2 separate regions of the Mus musculus genome follow, and region 1 is linked to region 2. Evidence: chromatin contacts called from public HiChIP or PLAC-seq data. All regions are on one chromosome and are shown on one strand. Each heading gives the region's core, a stretch centred on a gene start, on an enhancer-like site or on the middle of the called end of the contact. The rest is flanking DNA. Distances are from core to core; before and after follow the strand shown. Region 1 holds the start of Cdc16 (CDC16 cell division cycle 16). Region 2 holds the start of Grtp1 (GH regulated TBC protein 1).

The links. HiChIP or PLAC-seq counts read pairs in DNA pulled down with a chosen protein or histone mark.
Region 1: a contact with region 2 is called in an H3K27ac HiChIP or PLAC-seq map of microglia, with 6 times the contacts expected there. The contact joins the promoter of Cdc16 here to the promoter of Grtp1 in region 2. A contact is called at or near these places in 3 of 39 promoter capture datasets (liver, pre-B cells and stem cell-derived epiblast-like cells) and 3 of 115 datasets of contacts at active chromatin or transcription factors (embryonic stem cells, microglia and pancreatic cancer cells).

What each region holds. Positions count from the first base shown.
Region 1 is chr8:13,755,655-13,759,402 of GRCm38.p6, reverse strand. Cdc16 (CDC16 cell division cycle 16) reads right to left here and starts at 1,747. Exons shown (of 18, transcript NM_027276.3): 1 at 1,549-1,747; 2 at 351-405; 3 at 166-263. The coding sequence starts at 1,596. The region is part of intron 1 of Gm46032 (a long non-coding RNA gene); the gene reads left to right.
Region 2 is chr8:13,198,876-13,202,345 of GRCm38.p6, reverse strand. Grtp1 (GH regulated TBC protein 1) reads left to right here and starts at 1,722. Exons shown (of 8, transcript NM_025768.2): 1 at 1,722-1,865; 2 at 2,146-2,297. The coding sequence starts at 1,819. It overlaps 2810030D12Rik (RIKEN cDNA 2810030D12 gene), which reads right to left and starts at 1,564. Exons shown (of 2, transcript NR_166508.1): 1 at 1,053-1,564; 2 at 556-658.

The DNA.
Region 1 (3,748 bases), core at 498-2,997, 560 kb before region 2:
AGAGAAACCTGGTCTCAACAGCCCCCGAACCCCCAAGAAAAACCCAAACCAACCGATAAAACATTTTTTTTCTCATAAAAATAAAAAATTGGAGTTCTTTTAAACACACACCCAACATGAGGCCCCAGTGGCGTTTCCGACATCTCCCACAGCTTCGGTACTTACTTTGTCCAGCTTGCGTGACCGGAGCGCATGGGCTGCTCGGTGGTACTGCGCTGTGAGGTAAAGGCACTGAGCCAACCAATAAACATCCTGGGGCTCCTCTGAGGGGCAAAATTACACAAGTGGTCAGAGGCTCATGGGGAGCTTTCTAGAGATTAATTAGGGGAAATAAATTGCATGTCACTCACCATGAGAGAGTGAAGCTACCTTGTCTGCCCAAAACAGAGCACTTTGATACTGTTGCTGCATACAAAAAGCAAACACAGGGTGACTGCTGTTGCCCCCACAGTCGACTAATATAAATCCACACACCAAATCCACCACTCACTACAACACGTTCTTAGATGTAGCACGGGGCCCACCAATCACCTGTATTTTACAGCTCAGCTAGTGTGAGTTTTAGGTCGTCATTACCGTAAGAACTTCATATATACAATTCAAGATAGCAGTTTAACTCATACACTACCAAAAATGTATCAGCTAGTATCTAAAACAGTGCATAAGCGATTGAAATGCAGTCATCTAGAACTTCTGATACTGACATTTATGTAATAACACTTCCCACAAGCTCAAATGAATCCTAAAGTAGCATCTAGCAGAGCACTAGATTCAAATATTTCACAATTAAACCCATAACCCTTAACAGTCACTGGTCATGGGCAATGTCGCCCCCTGTAGTCAACTCTAACAACACTTAATCTGACAGCGGAAAGACACTCAGGAATCTGTCCTGGTTAGTGCTGATCCCTAGCTCTTACTGCCTCTGCCTCAGTTCCTCAGGATATAGTCAGAACAGGGTAGCCCAATGAGTAGCCAGGAGAAAGTCTTATGGACCCGAGAATCTGCTCTGAACAGATGCCCCCAGAGTGAAAAAAGAGGCCCACATTGTCCTCTCTACATCTCAGTGCCAAAGAAAATAATCACAAACCGACTGCCCCTTAGCACGCAGCCTTCCAGCGAAGTGCAAACCTCTGGCTCATTCACTTAGCATCTCTTCCGTTTCCCATTTATCGGGAGAGCAAGCATTTTAGCAAAAAACCAAATGACATGACAATGACGTGGACCCCAGAGACACCCCTTCCCTCGAATAGTCCCGGCTTGTCCACTCGAGAGCAGCGCGGAGGCTGAAGATCCAGCACGGGGTATTGTTTCCAGTCCTAACTGGAGACAGCTAGCTTGTCTTCCCAAGTATTCTGTCCAATAAGAAACACAACTAAATCCTCCCAAATGTCCTACGGTCCGGCCAGATTCCAAGGTCCCAGTGCAGCCGTCCCAGCCCAGCCCAGCCCTGCTCCCGCAGTCCACGCAGGATCGGAGCCATCGGGGCCGCGCTCCCCGCCGGGCCCCACCGCCCCGAAGCCCAGCGTCCGGCCCCCCGCCGCGCACCTGGTCCAGGTACTGCCGGACGCGTTTGCGCAGCGGCTCCAGGTTCATGGCCGCGAGGCCAGGGCAGGCACCCGACGCCCTCTCGAGCCTCCGCGCGCCCCCGGGGTGTCGAGGGACCCAAGCCCGCCGACCACCGCCCGGACCAGACCCCGCGCGCCACACGGCACTTCCGCTCCGACAGGCCCTACCCCGGAAGTCCCGTGCAAAAGCGTTCCCCCCGTCGGGTGTGTGCCCACTCTAATGGTTCCGTGGCGATCTTGGGCGCCAGCTCCTAGTCCTAACCTGTTCGCCTTTGTCCGGGAGGGAAAAGGGATCTAGCGGGACTCCGTGCCTTCCGGGAGTGGAAGAGACGCTTCTATAGCTACCCTTCTCCCTACCGGATATTTTTAAGATCGAATTTTTCTCTCTACAGTCCTGGGTGGTCCAGAGCTGTCCCTGGGTACCAGACTGGCCTCTTACTTTCAGACTCCTACACACACACACACACACACACACACACACACACACACAAACACACCTCCTTGGGTGCTGGAAATAAAGAGGTCCATCACCACACAGGGTATTTTGTGTTCTTAAAATTCCATTCTGTGCACTGTGCAGCCTTTTGAAAGTATAGAGACTGGTACCACTCAAATGTTCTGCTCTCACCCCTGTGAGCAGTTGGCTGCATCCTTTTCTGTGAATGACACATATGTATGACAGGGTAATATTTTAAGGACACACACACTTTTCCTGTCTTCTCCATTTGTAGGTAGTGATCCAACCGTACTTATTGACTTGAAGCGGGTGTGTGGTAAGGCATAGTTGACCATATTTACGGCTGTTTTCATTCATTTTACGAATAGAATTGTTTTATAAAGGAAATTTGTGCTGTCACCACAGATGGTAAACATCAAAGACAGGAATTTAATCTTTAAGTCAGATGTTATTCAGAGAGCTAGTTATCTGAGAAAGAAGCGGATTAACATTCTAACACCCCGTCTTTTTATCTCATCTCCAGCCAAGAAAACCTTATAAAGAGCAAACAAAGGCAATTATTCCAAAGTTTAATACTGCCTCTGGTCAAGGGTCAGCCTTACTCCTGAGATTATACTGGTTTGTGTCTCCGTATGTCTCCTGCACTTCTTCCTGTTATTGCTCTGTGCAGCTGGGTTTGCACCGTCCCAGGCTGCCGAGACCTTCATTGTTCCTGGAGAGACACTTGGGACAAACAAACGATTAGCAGTGTGTATGTGTTGAGCTATTTGCAGAATGCATTGCAGGTTTCTTTACGACAGTACGAAGCACAAGTGTATGCTTGCAGAATATTAAGGAGCCCCATCTGCCTCTCCTGTCTGCAGTGAATTTTCCTGAATTGTCTTGAGTTTCCCATGATCTCTCTGTAAAGCCTACAACAACACTATGGAGTTCCTCTTTTCCTTTGTCTTCCCAGATGTAGCGACTACAACATATCCTACCTAGCATATCCTACCTAACATATCCTACCTAGCATATCCTCCTCTGCATCCTTTCTGTACTTTGTCTGTGTGTGTAATTACAAATATATCTCCTCTTCTACAAGCAAGCTGAGAGGTACAATATTTCATTCTGAGACGTGCTTGGCTCACGAGGATACTTTAAATGCTTTTCTTCATCGGAAGCCACCTTGTTCTTTGCGATGTTTTATAGAGTTCTCCAGTCTGTGGCGGTAGGTCCCATGTGACAGAGGAGAGCTATAAATGTGGCCCAAGGGAATAGTATAAACTTCCTTAAAACACTATGAGGTTCGTATGTGGTTTGTTTTGTGTGTAACTCAACTGTGCAGTTCTCTAGGATAAACTTTGTGGCCCAGTGTCAACAACACCTGAATGTTTCTTGTTGTATCCATCAGAGTAGGTTGAGCTATGATGCAATCCCTTTATCTCTTGCCTGAGGGGCTGTGATACTCAAGGACTGGACCACTGCGTGCTCTTAATTGCTCTGGCACAGCAATACTCTTAAGTTTATTTGGGAAGGAGTATCTGGATGTGATTGATTTTGAACCAGCAGAGTAAAGCAGAGGCCCTTCCCAGTATGGATGTGCCTCTACATCCAACCTGTTAAAGACTAACTGGGATAAACCTCAGTCTCTACCTGGCCATTGGGCACGGGATGTCAGTGTCTCCTTGCTGTGGCTCTAGCCTGTGCTCTGGCTGGAACTTATTATCGCTAGCTTTTGCAC
Region 2 (3,470 bases), core at 473-2,972:
TGTGTGGTCAGACCAAGGGGAAAGTTGTGTATGAAGAGAATGTAGTCCAGTCTGTGGTCTGAGTCACCACTGGGGAAAGGTCAAGGTCAGAGCACTGGCAAGGACACTTGGTGTTAAAACACTGTTCACTGCTGGGCTGAGCTGATCTCTGCACGTTTTTCCCCAGAGGCAGCAAGCACTCTGGGCGACTGTGGGAGCTAGAATTTGGGGTTCTGCTCATGCCAGCACTAAGTTTCATCCAATGTCAACAGAGAAGCTCAAATCTGCAGCTCTAACTGGATTTTCAGGTTCATTTCTTGCTGTATTCTAAAAGAAAGATGGGGCTAGATATGGTGGCATGTGCCTTTATTCCCATTGCTCAGGATGTGTGTGTGTGTGTTAGGCAGGCACAGGTAGATCTCTCTGAGTTCAATACCAGCCTGGTGTTCATAGTGAGTTCCAGACCAACCAGAGCTACACAGTGAGACACTGCCCCCCCCCAATAAAAGAAAGTAAAAAGAATAAAATAAATAAATAAATACAAAATAAAAGAAAGAAAGATGGAGGCACCAAGGCTTTGGTAGAGAATCCTTGTTCAGCAGAGTTTGGTCAAAGCAAGGAGGAGGGAAAGCAATACAAACCTCAGGTTTTCTCATCTGTCTTACAGTAGTCTCAAAACCTAGAGAAAATGAAGTAAAGGGCAGAGCTGCGTATGTAGCCTTGAGAGAGAGACAGAGAGAGGGAGAGAGAGAGAGAGAACCGGTCCCACCGGGTGCTGCCTGTATTCTTGGCGCTGAGGTCAGGATCATTTACAGTGGGGTATCCAAGTGTCCCAGTGGACCAGGCTAAATTCTAATCCCACCCCCACCCCACCCCCGCCGCTTCCTGCTAGGTACTTTGAAGTTTCTAACTAGTTCAAGTGAGTTCCCAAAGTCCAGCTGAGGGTCATTCCAACTACAGTCAGCTGAAGGTGGGTAGCACCTTCTAAACACCACAGAAAAGTGCTTCTGCAACGTCCGATCCGTCCCACCGCTGACCACAGGGCCCGAAGGCGCCAAAGCCCTATGCTTTACCTCGGCACGGTGAGCATTCATAATCCAAACATTCCTCCACAGGTTTCCGAGGGCACCTCGCTAAGAAAGGCAGTCAACTGGTTTCCAAGCCCAGAGTCTGAAATCTCAAGAAACGGACGGCGACAGGGACCACGAAAGAAGCTCGGCACCGCGGCACTGTGACCCTGCAGTAGCGCACACAGCTGGGGCTTCCCTAGGCGAGGAGAGATGGTAAGGCGGCAACTCTTTCCAAGGCTAGACCTCGGGTTCCAAGGTTTGGAGAAGCGAGTACCCTTTGATGGTGGCCCTCAAAAACACCGTATGTTCTCAGCCTCGACAAGCAAGGAAGCAAAGTGGAAAAACAAACAAACAAAAAAACCCTCCTTTTTCAGCATCGGAGCTGGAAGTCCGAAGTCCAAAGTCCAGTCTGCCAGGCACTGAGGCTTGAAGGATATTTAAAATCCTGCAAAGTGGATCCAGGTCTTCTAACCTCGGCATAGGTTTCCATCTCCATGGATTTTCAAATCCCTAGTGCCAGGCTGCAGCAGGTGCACTCGGTTCGGGTCCCTAGGCGCTCCCATCTCCGACACCGCCCCCACCCCAGCCCCGCTCCGTCCACTCTACCCCGCCCCGCCCCCACTGACTCCGCCCCTCGTCCCCACCCCGCCCCCGTCTCGGCCACGCCCCCGCCGGAAGCACTCGCGCGCCCCGGGGCCAGCGGCGCACCGGGGTCCAGCGCTCGGGGCTGCAGAGGTTGTGAGTCCCGCGGTCCCTGGCCCTTCTCCGCATGGATCCCGCAGAGCGCGCGCAGGCGGCGCGAGCTCGGGTGCCCAGGTGGGTGCGGAGGCCGCGCGCGCGGGGTGCTGGGCGCCCTCTCCGGACTGGGTCTGAGCCAGTCGATGCTGCGCGGGGGACGCGCTCTGGTCCACGGAGAGCGAGGGGCATGAGGGGGTGGAGGGGATGGAGGAGGGGAGGAAGAGAGGAAGGGAAGGTGAACTGAGGATGGACGGAGGGGCGGACCGAGGGGTGTCGGGTGTCGGAGCTCTTGGACCCCAGCCGCATCCCCGCAGGCGCGGAAACTTGGTTCGGGGAAACAGGTTCTTTTTGTTTGTAGGATCGATCCGTATGGGTTTGAAAGGCCCGAAGACTTTGACTATGCGGCTTATGAAGAATTCTTTTCCACGTACCTGGTGATACTCACCAAGAGGGCGATCAAATGGTCCAAACTTCTAAAAGGAAACGGTGGTGTCCGGAAAAGCGTGACAGGTGAGAGGCCTGATGCTGGCTGGCATAGCGGCCATTCAAACAAACAGGACTTTCTCCCAAGGGCCAGAACCCCTGTGGCGAGACCCCCAGCGAGACCTCTGGACTGCAGGACCTCCCAGCAGTAGCTGTTACCCTGCAGTAGTTACAGTCCCTATGGCATGACTCCCCAACAGTAGAACCCTGTGAAACCTGTGAGCATGACTCCCCCGCCCCGCAGTAGAGGGATCCCTCTTTAAATGGGACTCCTCAGCAGCAGGATCCCCACCAGCCGGAACTCCCAAAGCCAGACCTACGAACACCATCACTACCCTGCACACGAGCATACACTGCATTTCCATAGGAACTGGACCCCTCTATAGTTGAACCCCACCACCCCCAAGCGCGACTTCTGGGACATCATGAGACCCCCTAGGAGGGTGTGTTTGTGCCACACAGCAGATGGGAGAGCTCCTTACCTGGTTGAATTTTCTCCATGGTCACCACGCCCTCTTAACTGTAGATGGGCAAAGTCCATATTTCCTGGGAAGCCTCGAGAAGGCCTTGTGTTCTGAGGGGGGTTAGAACAGCGCCTATCTCTCAGAGATGGGTAGGGGTGGGGTACCTAGGGCTGGGCTCCTGGAAGTCCAGTTCCAAGACAAACTTTCCTCTTTCTCTGAACAGGAACTACCATGCCTCTCCAAGCGTTTTTTTTTTTTTTTTTTTTCCTTCCCCTATACCATTCTTGATAGTCATTTTTCTTCTCTGTAGAACCAAAGGCCCCTCCCTGCTTGCAGGGCTTTTTGTTTATTTTGCTGTGGAATCCTCATCGCTTCATTGAGATAATAGGGACTTCATATTTGTTAAAGGAGTGCCTGAAGGTGTTTGCCAGGTGGCCAGGTAGACAGACCTACAGTGTGACCTTGGGGGGATTGGCTGCTCAAAATTCATGATGACCCAAGCATAGGGGTAGGGGCAAGTGTAAAGGCAGAGGGGATGCGGTCGTCTCTGAGCACTAACTTGTTCTCTGTCTCTGTGAGCTAACGTGTTCCCTGTCTCTGTGAGCTAATGTGTTCCCTATATCATCTTTCCCTTTGCACTTACTCTCTCCGTGTTCAAGCATGTTTTCAACAAACACTACTTTTTAGTCTTCTAAGGTTAGAAGTTTTATTTACACTTAATACATAGTTCATGCCC